2 separate regions of the Astyanax mexicanus genome follow, and region 1 is linked to region 2. A link is a contact called in public Hi-C data. All regions are on one chromosome and are shown on one strand. Each heading gives the region's core, a stretch centred on a gene start, on an enhancer-like site or on the middle of the called end of the contact. The rest is flanking DNA. Distances are from core to core; before and after follow the strand shown.

Evidence for each region. Hi-C and Micro-C count contacts between places; a contact is called where the count stands out from the background.
Region 1: a contact with region 2 is called in a Hi-C map of muscle, with 20 times the contacts expected there. The contact joins the enhancer-like site here to the promoter of stk10 in region 2. A contact is called at or near these places in 3 of 3 Hi-C or Micro-C datasets (blood and muscle).

What each region holds. Positions count from the first base shown.
Region 1 is chr17:45,724,206-45,729,893 of AstMex3_surface, forward strand. stk10 (serine/threonine kinase 10) reads left to right here. Exons shown (of 19, transcript XM_022676618.2): 11 at 3,073-3,196; 12 at 4,905-5,084. Among protein-coding and RNA genes, the nearest start is that of stk10, 61 kb to the left of the region's middle. Within about 2 kb of position 1,561, the one cell type or tissue checked has an H3K27ac peak away from gene starts, as active enhancers do.
Region 2 is chr17:45,662,617-45,667,805 of AstMex3_surface, forward strand. It overlaps stk10 (serine/threonine kinase 10), which reads left to right and starts at 3,112. Exons shown (of 19, transcript XM_022676618.2): 1 at 3,112-3,549. The coding sequence starts at 3,397. It overlaps zmp:0000001268 (CYTL1 domain-containing protein), which reads left to right. Exons shown (of 4, transcript XM_007252796.4): 4 at 1,535-1,859. The coding sequence ends at 1,588.

The sequences.
Region 1 (5,688 bases), core at 311-2,810, 60 kb after region 2:
GTTTCATGAATTAGAGCTGCGTCAGAGCGCATGTTTCCAGTAATAAAAGGCTCTCCTTTTGTCCTGGGGTAACCTCCGGTCACTGCCGCCACCCCCCGAACACACACCCGCGCTCAGCCACAGGTCCTACCTTCAAAACGCGTCCAGACTAAAGAGAATCCATCAATCCAGTCTCCTGTAATCCACAGTTATATCCAAACAGCGCTGGAAATCACTTCATCCAGAAATGAAACTTATCCAATCTTTATCTCTGTTTTAAAACCGTTTTATTCACCGAATTCGGCACAACACGCTATTATAGTCAGAAGCCTCGCGGAGTAATACGTACTTGCTGTGCTTCAACATAATATTATGGTCTGTCGGAGCGTTGCGGCTACCGTTGTCAGGAGCCTCACGGAGTAATACGTACTTGCTGTGCTTCAACATAATATTATGGTCTGTCGGAGCGTTGCGGCTACCGTTGTCAGGAGCGTCGCGGAGTAATACGTACTTGCTGTGCTTCAACATAATATTATGGTCTGTCGGAGCGTTGCGGCTACCGTTGTCAGGAGCGTCGCGGAGTAATACGTACTTGCTGTGCTTGTTGATTTATTGCTCAGAGATGTTGTTATTTTTCACAGATATTGTGAAGGATTTATTGCTCAGAGTTATTGTTACTGATATAAATAAAGTTTCATTTAGTGCGCCTTATAATCCAGTGCGCCTTGTGTATGGACTAACACTAAAAATAGACCGTTCACTCATCGTGCGCCTTATAATATGGTGCGCCTTATAGTCCGAAAAATACGGTAGTTTGATTACTTAGTATAGAAAGCTAAAATTAATTAGTTAAATGTTAAATAAACTACAATCCACATATGAGGACATTTGTTTTTGCATTGTTTTTTAATACTTGTTAGGTCCTAATAAGCTGAAACAGCTGGGAGAAATAAAATAAAAAAAAACACAAAAAAAAAAAAGTCTGGGTCTCAGGAGGATATATATAATATATAATTTTTAGTTTATTTATAGGATATAATATAGCATTTAATTATAGTATATTATAGGAAACATTCACACAGGCTGGATTTTATTTTCAGGACATACTTGGATACTTGTAATTTTTTATTATTTTATTTATTTATTTATTTATTTATTTTTTACTTTTTTTTACTGAACATGAACCTTCAGTAACCATAAAGTTTAATCATGAAGCATAAAGTTATCCATCGGGAAGCTAGAAGAGAAAAGAAGAAGTGAAATGAAGATTTCCATTTTGATTGGCCCTGCTGATACTGTTTACTTTTTAACCTATATTAACCTTAAATTAGCTATACTAACCTTAAGTTAGCATATGCTAACATTGGGCACTAAACACATTAAGAGGTTAAATTTATAGGCTGAATGTGAAGTGTCTCTGTGCTCAGGGTTTGTTTCTGTGGTTCTGCTGGGCGGTTGATGATGCTCTGGTTAATGTTGGGATGTGCGCTGAGTAAACAGCCTATTTTAGGCGGGTGAGAGCGGCGCTCTGATACACAGGGGACTCTTTGTGTTCGCAGGCAGAAAGAACTGAGGGGCTGAGGCTGACTTTCCATCTGCTTATATTAATCACTTAGATCAGTGTTTCCACCTCAGACCTGCAACACACACACACACACACACACACACACTAACACCTACACGCTGAGGTGATTTCCAGCTCTATCACACCTGACACAATTCAACCAACCCCCCGCCCCCAAAAATCCTCGTATCACCTTTGATATAAACTTTCCCTCAAATTATTGATCAGTTTAAAATGTCAGTTTGACTCTTTAGAGAACACTTTACAGAAGGGCAGCAGTCAGGAGGCTATATGACGCCTACACAAACTCATACATAACCTACACTGACCTTCTTTAAAGCTTCTATTCTTTTATTTTTTTTTCTCCATTTTGTCTATTTTAAAGGATAAATAACCCTGTTGCATTACGAAACATATCCTAAAAAAAGTTTTAAAATGTTGTATACAGTATTTAAGCAAAATAGTTATATTATTTAAATATATATATATCGATTTACATATTTATTTAACCTCAGATAACCTACATAACGAAGCAATTATGCTGAAATTATTATTATTATTATTTTTTTTTTATTCATAAATCAATATGGATCCACAATCTCACAAAAAATAGGCAAAAAATATATATTTTTTTCTTTAAAAAAAATTCTCAATTATAAAAAGTGTATTAGTGAGTAAGCGAAAAGAAAATACCCACATATATGTACTCTAATAATGTAACAATAATGAAAGGTCAATGTAATTATTCAAAACAGTGTTTTTTTGCCTGAAGGCAACAACATGACATAAAGGGTTAATTATCTTACTTAGTTATCAGTTATCAGGGCGAGTGTATTGCGATTTACATATGCAGTTTTATTCTATAAAATGTAATATAAATTGTACTTACATTTTTTTTTTTTTTACTTTAAAAGTTACATTTAATTTTTAATTTTTTTTTTTTTTTTTTAGTTTTTTTTTTTTACTTTTTACACTGTCAATTTTATGTGATGGCAACAATATGCTCCAAGAAGTACAGTATCACATGATTAAACATTATATCATAATTAACCAAAACAGATACATCCATATTTATTCATAAACAGAGCGAGTGTTTTAACAGTAAACATATTAATCAGAGTCTGTATCTAATCCATTACTGCCATCTAGTGGTGATTCAGCCCCGCTGACCTGAGTGTAGTATTACAAAAATATTAAAGCAGGGTGAAAATAGGATAATAATAATAAAGTATGTAAAGAAACAGATACAGGACTACAGTGTATAATTACAGTGTGTAACTACAAATTATTTTACATCAGTGATTCTCAGCTGGTGGATAAAAAATAAATACATTAACAAATTAACAAATAAAATAATAATAATTAAAAATAATTAATGCTCATCTGATTTTGTACTTGTCCATTGGAGTTGCCCATTACCCTCCAGCACTTCTCTCACTTCAGAAAAAACAATCAGATTTAATGCGTGTACATATTTGTGTATATATAACTGTGTGTGTGTGTGTGTGTGTGTGTGTGTGTGTGTGCAGGCGTCAGGAGCTGAGGGAGCTGCGTTTGCTGCAGAAGGAGGAACACCGCGCTCAGGCTGTTCTCAACACTAAACTGGACACTCAGAAAGATCAGATGCAGAGACGCTTCGACCAGGAGATGAATGTATGTGTAATAAACACACACACACACACACACACACACACACTTAAACAGACTGACAGGTAGTGACGTCCTATTCTCCGCCCACAACTGCTGTCAAAATATTGTATTAAACCTATTTATTCTATTTAAAGTAGCATTTCTCAGCAAGGGTATCTAATATCAATATTTATGCCAGTAATAAACATTGTTATAAACATTACATTACATTACATTACATTACATTTGGCAGACGCTTTTGTCCAAAGCGACTTACAATAGTCAAGTACAATGTAAAATAAGTTTAAAGGTAAAACATCTTTGGATAGGGATAAAAGGAGGTCAAAGGGGAATAATAGGATAGAGGAGTGAAAGAGGGGAAGAAGGAAATGAGGTTAGAAGTAGTTAGTGTGTTAGAGGTGTTAGGAGAGTAAGTGCTCTTTGAAGAGCTCTGTCTTCAGGAGTTTATTAAAGATAGTGAGAGATTCTCCTGATCTGGTAGTAGAAGGTAGTTAGTTAGAGGTGTTAGGAGAGTAAGTGCTCTTTGAAGAGCTCTGTCAATGTCAATGATAAACATCATTGACATTAGTTACGACTAGGGCTGGGTATTCATTTTCGATACAGATACCGATATTATGATACCTTGAAGTCGATACCGACACCCAAACTATATATTTTTTTGATACCTGTATCTAAATTGCAACCAAAAAATGCAAAAGTGATAATTATTCTCATACAATGTATTTATTTAACAGCCGACATGAGTAATCTTATACTGATACTGTCCTCATAAAAGACGACCATACTTCTGAATCTTGTTGGAGCAAACAAGTCGCTGTTGTTTATAGACCTGTCACAATAATTGCAATATCGATTTATCGTACAATAAATGAGCATGACCTCAATCATTTTTTAAAAATCAAGATAACGCCAACTGTGTTTATTTGTATGTTTATTCACATATATAATAATGAACATTATTTTAGCTAGTCATACACACAGTGTGGACAAAAGTAGGTGAAGAAATAAGTGTATAATTCCCTAAATAATTATAATAAAAGATTTATTTAAATTTTGTGGTCTTTAAAAAGTGTGTAATTGCATTTATATGCTATTCTGTTATCATTAGGTCATTGGCATTTAATAGTCATAAAATGAGAAAAATATTGAGTATCGCAATAATTTCTGGGACGATATATCGTCCACAAAAAAATGTATCGTGACAGACCTATGTGTTTATGCAAAGTATCGAAAACAAGCACTGAATTTTTATAAGAACTTTCAGTACTCAACATTTAGGTTGGTGGTTTTTGGCGTAAATTTTCGATACCTAGCCCTAGTTCAGACATTATTAAACAATATCAAATTTGAATGTATATATATGTGTGTGTGTGTGTGTGTGTGTGTGTGAATAGTCCACTACTGCACCAGTTTGGGCTCCTCCTCGTTGTCCTGTAAAGTAACAAACAAACTACTTACTTCTAACCTCATTTCCTTCTTCCCCTCCTTCACTCCTCTATCCCATTATTCCCATTTGACCTCCTTTAGGCCCTGTATAAAAATGTTTTTACCTTTAAACTTCTACTTTTGTACTTTTACACTATTTTAAGTCGCTTTGGACACATGTAATGTAATGTAATGTAATGTAATGTAATGTAATAAGGTGGATAGTTTAAACTATAAAATGATAAATATAAATGTAGCATCACTGCAGTTTTGTCTCTGTATTCAGGCTAAGAAGAAATATTACGACACTGAGCTGGAGAACCTGGAGAAGCACCAGAAGCAGACGATTGAGAAGATGGAGCTGGATCACGCAGTGCGGCTGAGAGAGGAAACCAAGCGCATCAGAACGGAGCAGGAGAGAGAGTACCACAAGTTCCTGGAGATGATGAAACGACGCAAGAAGGAGGTGAAGAACTTCAGATATTTACTATTTAACTTCATTAATGTAAAGTTAAATAATAGTCTTGTGTTTAGTGTTGATGCAGAACTGCTCTGATTTCATAAGATTTTTATAAGTGTGTGTAGTGTTCTTTTTTTTTTTAAGGTTGTGCCTTTTTTTTTATATTATTTATTTTATTTAAATGTAAAATAATAATACACTAATTGTTTTTTATTCTTATTTTATATGTAATATGAAAGAATATATACATTTATGCAATACATCATAATGATACTATTTCTCCCCTGCTCCCCCTCTTTTTAAGAATAAGGCTATAGCACATACTAGTAGCACCTACTATGGTATCACAGGTGGTTGCTATGGTGTTTCTAACCAGAGTTACTGTGATATACCAAGTGGTTGTCATGGTGTTGCAATGTAGTTTCTACGTGGTTCTTTTGCTCTTGATTCATGATTGCTCTGATATTCCAGATGGTTGCTGTGGTGTTGCTAAGTGATTGTTTTGTGTTATGAGTGTTGTATTATTGCAAGGTGATTCCTATGGTATTCCAGGTGGTTGCTGTGGTGTTGCTAAGTGATTGTTTGAGTGTTGTATTATTGCAAGGTGATT
Region 2 (5,189 bases), core at 1,862-4,361:
AAATGAAATCCGCATCTACATAAAAGTGTTCAGCAGAGGGAAGCATGAAGTGCTGTAAGAGTTTGGACTTTGGACTTAATATATATAACACCCTGAGGAGGTTCTCAGTAGACTCTTCAGCAGGGCGACAAATTTAACAAAATAAAATGTATAATGTTTATAAATGTATAAAACTATAGCCCAAGCTCTGTTTGACCCATGGGAGCACCACACACCCTCTTTGCAGGTACACTATATGTTTTAAAAGTATTAGAACACCTACATATTACACCTACAGGAGCTGTAATAGTCCCATTCTAAGGCCATACACAGTCATTAGTGTGCAGTCGATCCCTCTTTGTAGCTAACAAAATACGTATATCTGTAAATAAAGTGGATAAAATCATAACTCAAATGCTCTATTTTACCCAGTGGAGCACCAGACACGTTTTTTTTGTTTTAAATACAACTCAAAGGTCATCAGGATGTCTCTAACTAATTTACAGTGACTGTGCAAATCCTACAGTGCTGTTTTTTCATGACATTCCGGACAAATGTAGATTTATTCCAATTATAATGTTCTGTAGTACGTGTTTGTTGCGTAAGCAAGTGTTTAAATGTGGAACACAGTAAATGCAGAATACAGTTACAAAAAATTACATCTCTTATTATCAGTAAAGCCTGGCCTTCTCCACAGTGGACAGCGAGAAACACATAAATGGTTTGGCCTCATTAGACCTAAAGGCTAAATTCCAAGCCTCAAATATCCAGATTGTTCTGGTTTGGCTCAGATTAGCTCTAATTCTGCACTTACAGTAATAGTTTGGCCAAAAAAAAGAGACAGTTTTACAGTTTTTCTGCTTTTCTGCAAATCAGCAAAGACACACTTAGTGTCTGTGCTTTTATTCTAGTCAGTCCCCCTTTTAATTACATCCTATTCTAAACCCATAAACATTAATATGAAGATATTACACGTATTGGGACTTCTACACGTTAATTTTACAGGAGTTTTATGACTTCAGATTCTAAATCCATAAATCCAGACATTAATGTGCATCTGGTTCTCCTTTATATCTACACTATATGGACAAAAGTATTGGGACACTTACACATCATGTCTACAGAAGCTTTAATAAAACCCATTAAAAAAAGCCCATTATAAACCCATAGACATTAGTGTGGAGTCAGTCCCCCTTTGTAGCTACACTATATGGACACAAGTATTGGCACACCTACATATTACACCTATATGAGTTGTTATGACATCTTATTCTAAACCTGTAGTCATCAGTGTGGAGTCGGTCCCTCTCTGCAGCTCTATAAAGTGACTTGATAAGGGGTTAATTTTATACATCTGTAGCAATGGGGCAGAATGAATCACCTAAATCCAGTGAAGACTGTGATGTAACAGTTTTGGGACTTTGAAACTGGCCTGTTTTCCAGCTCTGTTTTTGTTGTGCAGGATTTTCTTTGAACTTAGAAGATGACAGAGTTGGAGTTTCATTGCATTCTGTGTTAACTTGTGTGTGTGTGTGTGTGTGTGTGTGTGTTTTAGGAACTGGCCTTCACCTATGATGACTGTGCTGTACTGCGAGGCAGAAGATACTAAGAAGAAGCAAAATTAAGGAGTTTATACCCAGCTCATTCAGTACATCACTTTATGACTATATATGAAGTTTTATTATAGTTCTAAACTTTTGCTGTATGTCTTTATTCTAAATACTAATGTTTTTGTTCTTTTATGTGAGTATGTTCTATGTATACGTTCTTTCACGTAAACTTGTTTCTGAGCTTCAATCTTATAAACAAATATATAAAAATATTATATAATATTATATTATATTATATATTTTTAAACCTTTGTTGTTCAGTGTTTTCATAATCTCATTTATCAAATATTACAGCAAATAAATTTTGATTGCATCACAACGACTCCTTAGCATTTATTTGTTTATTTATTTATTTATTTATTTATTAATATTTTCTGTATCTATTTCAGTCTCTCTTTTCTTCTTTCACTGCTTCTCAGTTTATGTCTTTACCCTATATAAACACTAGATGGAGGCATTGTGCAGATATAGTGCTCTAACTTGCTTTATTAATCTTTTTTTATTTTTATTTATTTATTGTTTTATTTAGTTTTGAGTCACAATGAGTTACAATATGTAATTGTTGTTTTTGAGCTTTTCTCTCCTCTTTTTTTGTATTTTAAAATAAATTTCGGTTGTGTTTAGTTATATTTCATATTCTTGCAATAAGGACATTAAGGAGTTCAAATCATATTAAAAGTGTTAAACTGTAAAGAGTATTAAAGCATCACAAAAGGCTTTATGTGCCTAAAAGCTGGTAAAGAAGGTTAAACTGTTTGAAAAAATAAACAAACTACAAATCCCATGATGCCTCGCCGTGTTGGGGGCGTGGCCTAGGTGACAGGCGTGCGTTCTAGCTCGCACAGGAGTTCAGTTCAGTTTAGTGAACTGATTCTTTTGAATCGTTCTGTTTCTGGGTGGATCTGATCACAGAGTTTTATGAAGTCACAGTTCTTCTCAGTGAATTAATTAAATAGATTAAAAATATCTCCTGCTATCAGGAAATATTAAATATCATTGAGTAAAGTTTTGGTTGCATTACAACCTTTATTCAACATTATACCAAAGTTCTTTAAACGTTTTGGATTTACTGACTTTTTTTCTGTGTTTAGTTGAGTAGTTCTTGTTTCTCATAACCTGGATTAGAACATTACTCAAATATTCACTATTCACTGTATATCTGTAACTCTACCTCAAAAATACAAAAAGGAGGAAACACGATAAACAAAGAACACAAACATAAAACATACACAAAAACACTTAATTTTTAAAGGCATATTTGATATTTTTTAATATACTATTTTAATATATTTAACTTATATTTATATTATAGCGTTGCTTTAGAAACTGAACCATCTTGCGCCAAGAAAAAGGTACAATATGACGTTCGTTCTTAAAATGACGTAAGTATAAATATTTCTTCTCAGCTGACTCAGTTCAGTAATATTCGATTCTTTTGAACCTATGAATCGGTTCGTCTGAATCGTAGAAAAGAACCGGATCAAGAGAACCGATTCTCTGCGGATCGGAGCCGCTGCGGTTTGAGTGTGTGAGAGCTGCAGGTGGGCGCCACTCGGTGCGCGCGAGCGGCGAGATGTTCGCGTTCAGATCCTGTTCTTTAGTTTCTACAGATTTAGGAGTTTTAATGTTTTAGTTTTTGTGGTTTTTGAGCTGTGAGGATGGAGTAGGAGGGAGTTTTGGGAGAGTTTGAGCTTTTGGAGTTCACTTATACCCCAGTAAACTCCGCCGGAGAACTCTGAGACTCAGTTTAACAGAGTTATACAGAGTTTTATTGAGTTTTATTCAGGTTAATTCTGCTTTATTCACCATGGCTTCAATATTCGGCCGGATTTTTCGTCTCCCCACTCTGGATAAGAAGAGAGTGAAGCAGTATGAACACGTTCACAGGGATGTGAACCCCGGTGATCAGTGGGAGATAGTAGGAGAGCTGGGGGATGGAGCTTTTGGGAAAGTTTATAAGGTGAGTTTCTCTCAGTTTCCTGTATTTAAATCACTGATTCCTGTGTTTAACAGCAGAACCAGTCCAGCTACTTTTACTGGTTGGTTTTTCAGGCTCTGCTCTGAAGAGCTGACTGTTTGAAACTGGGTGCTTCCCACTATTGGACTTTTTGGAGTGGAAAGAAGCTTTATTTACAGGTTTATTTAAACTTTACAGTTTGTAAATATCAGTTACTAAGAGTTTCACATCGTTAACACTATAAACAATTTATACACATTTGCTTGTTGTTTTTAAGGCACTATAAAAGTGTATTGACTTTCAGAAACTGGGAAATAGGGTGTTTGTAAAGTTGCTTAATGAAATGGACTAAAAGGAGCTTTTTGTAAACTTTACAGTTTAGAAATCCAGTTTAATCTCATTGACTGTGAGCTTCACACCTTTTTATATTTTGACCAGTTGGTTTGGCAGTACAGTGTTGGGTGTTTTTCACCATTGGGTTGATTTGACAGGGGATATATTGCAGACTTTACTCATTCTGTAGACTTTACATTTATATGCTCATCTACATTTGCTTGTTGGTTTTTCAGACTCTACAGTGAGGCACTGACTGAAATTGGGTGTTTTTTCTCTATTGGGCTGCTTGAAGTTTGTTGAGTATTTTACATATATCAAGACTCTATTAACTAAATTGGACAAATTGAAGTTTTTGTAAACTTTACAGATTGTAAATCCAGTTTAATCTCAGGGACCGTGAGCTTTAAACCTTTTATACTATTAACAGTTTTATTGGCAGTACTGTATAGCAGTGTCTGTCTGAAACTGGATGTTTTTTACCATTGGGTTGGTTTGACACAAGATACACCTATGACCCAGCCTTGATTGGGCATTCTGTAGAGTTTACAGTTATAACTTTACAATTTTAACACTATAATCAGCTCGTCTACACTTGATTCATTGAAACTGGGTGGTTCTTACCATTGGGCTGCTGGAAGTTTGTTGAATAATTTATATATCTCAAGACTCTATTAACTAAATTGTACAAATTGAAGCTTTTGTAAACTTTATATACAGTATATCCACCTTTGCTTATTGTTGTTTCAGGTGCTGACAGTCAGAAGCTGTAGTATTTCATAGAAAGAATTCAGAAGTTACTTAATTAAATGGAGTAAGTTAAGCTTTTTGTAAAATTTACAGTTTATTAAACCAGTTTAGGTGCAGCGACTAATAATACATTTGTAATTTATAAAACTTGTTCATTCTTAGTGAATGAGAGTAAGGCCAGAACCAGCCCTACTACTTTTTTGTTTTCTTGGTGCTCCACAGTTTGACATTGGCTGGTATTCAATGTTGAGCTGCTTGGAATGTGTTGCATATTTCAGATTCATGAATGTTGTTTTTTTTTTTGTTTTGTTTTTTGTAAAGTTTACAGTTTATAAACCAGTTTACCCTCAGCTAGATTCCACACCATTGACAGCAGAACCAGTCTTTCTGCATTAGCTCATTGGTTTACTGTTGAGGCTGTCTGAACCTGGGTGGTTGTCTCCATTGAGTTGAGTTGGGTAAGATATAATAGGACCTCACCAAGATGGAGGTTTTTAGGAAGTCTATAACAAAAGCTCTTTACACTGTAGAGCAGTAGCTGGATGGTGGCAGCTGATCTG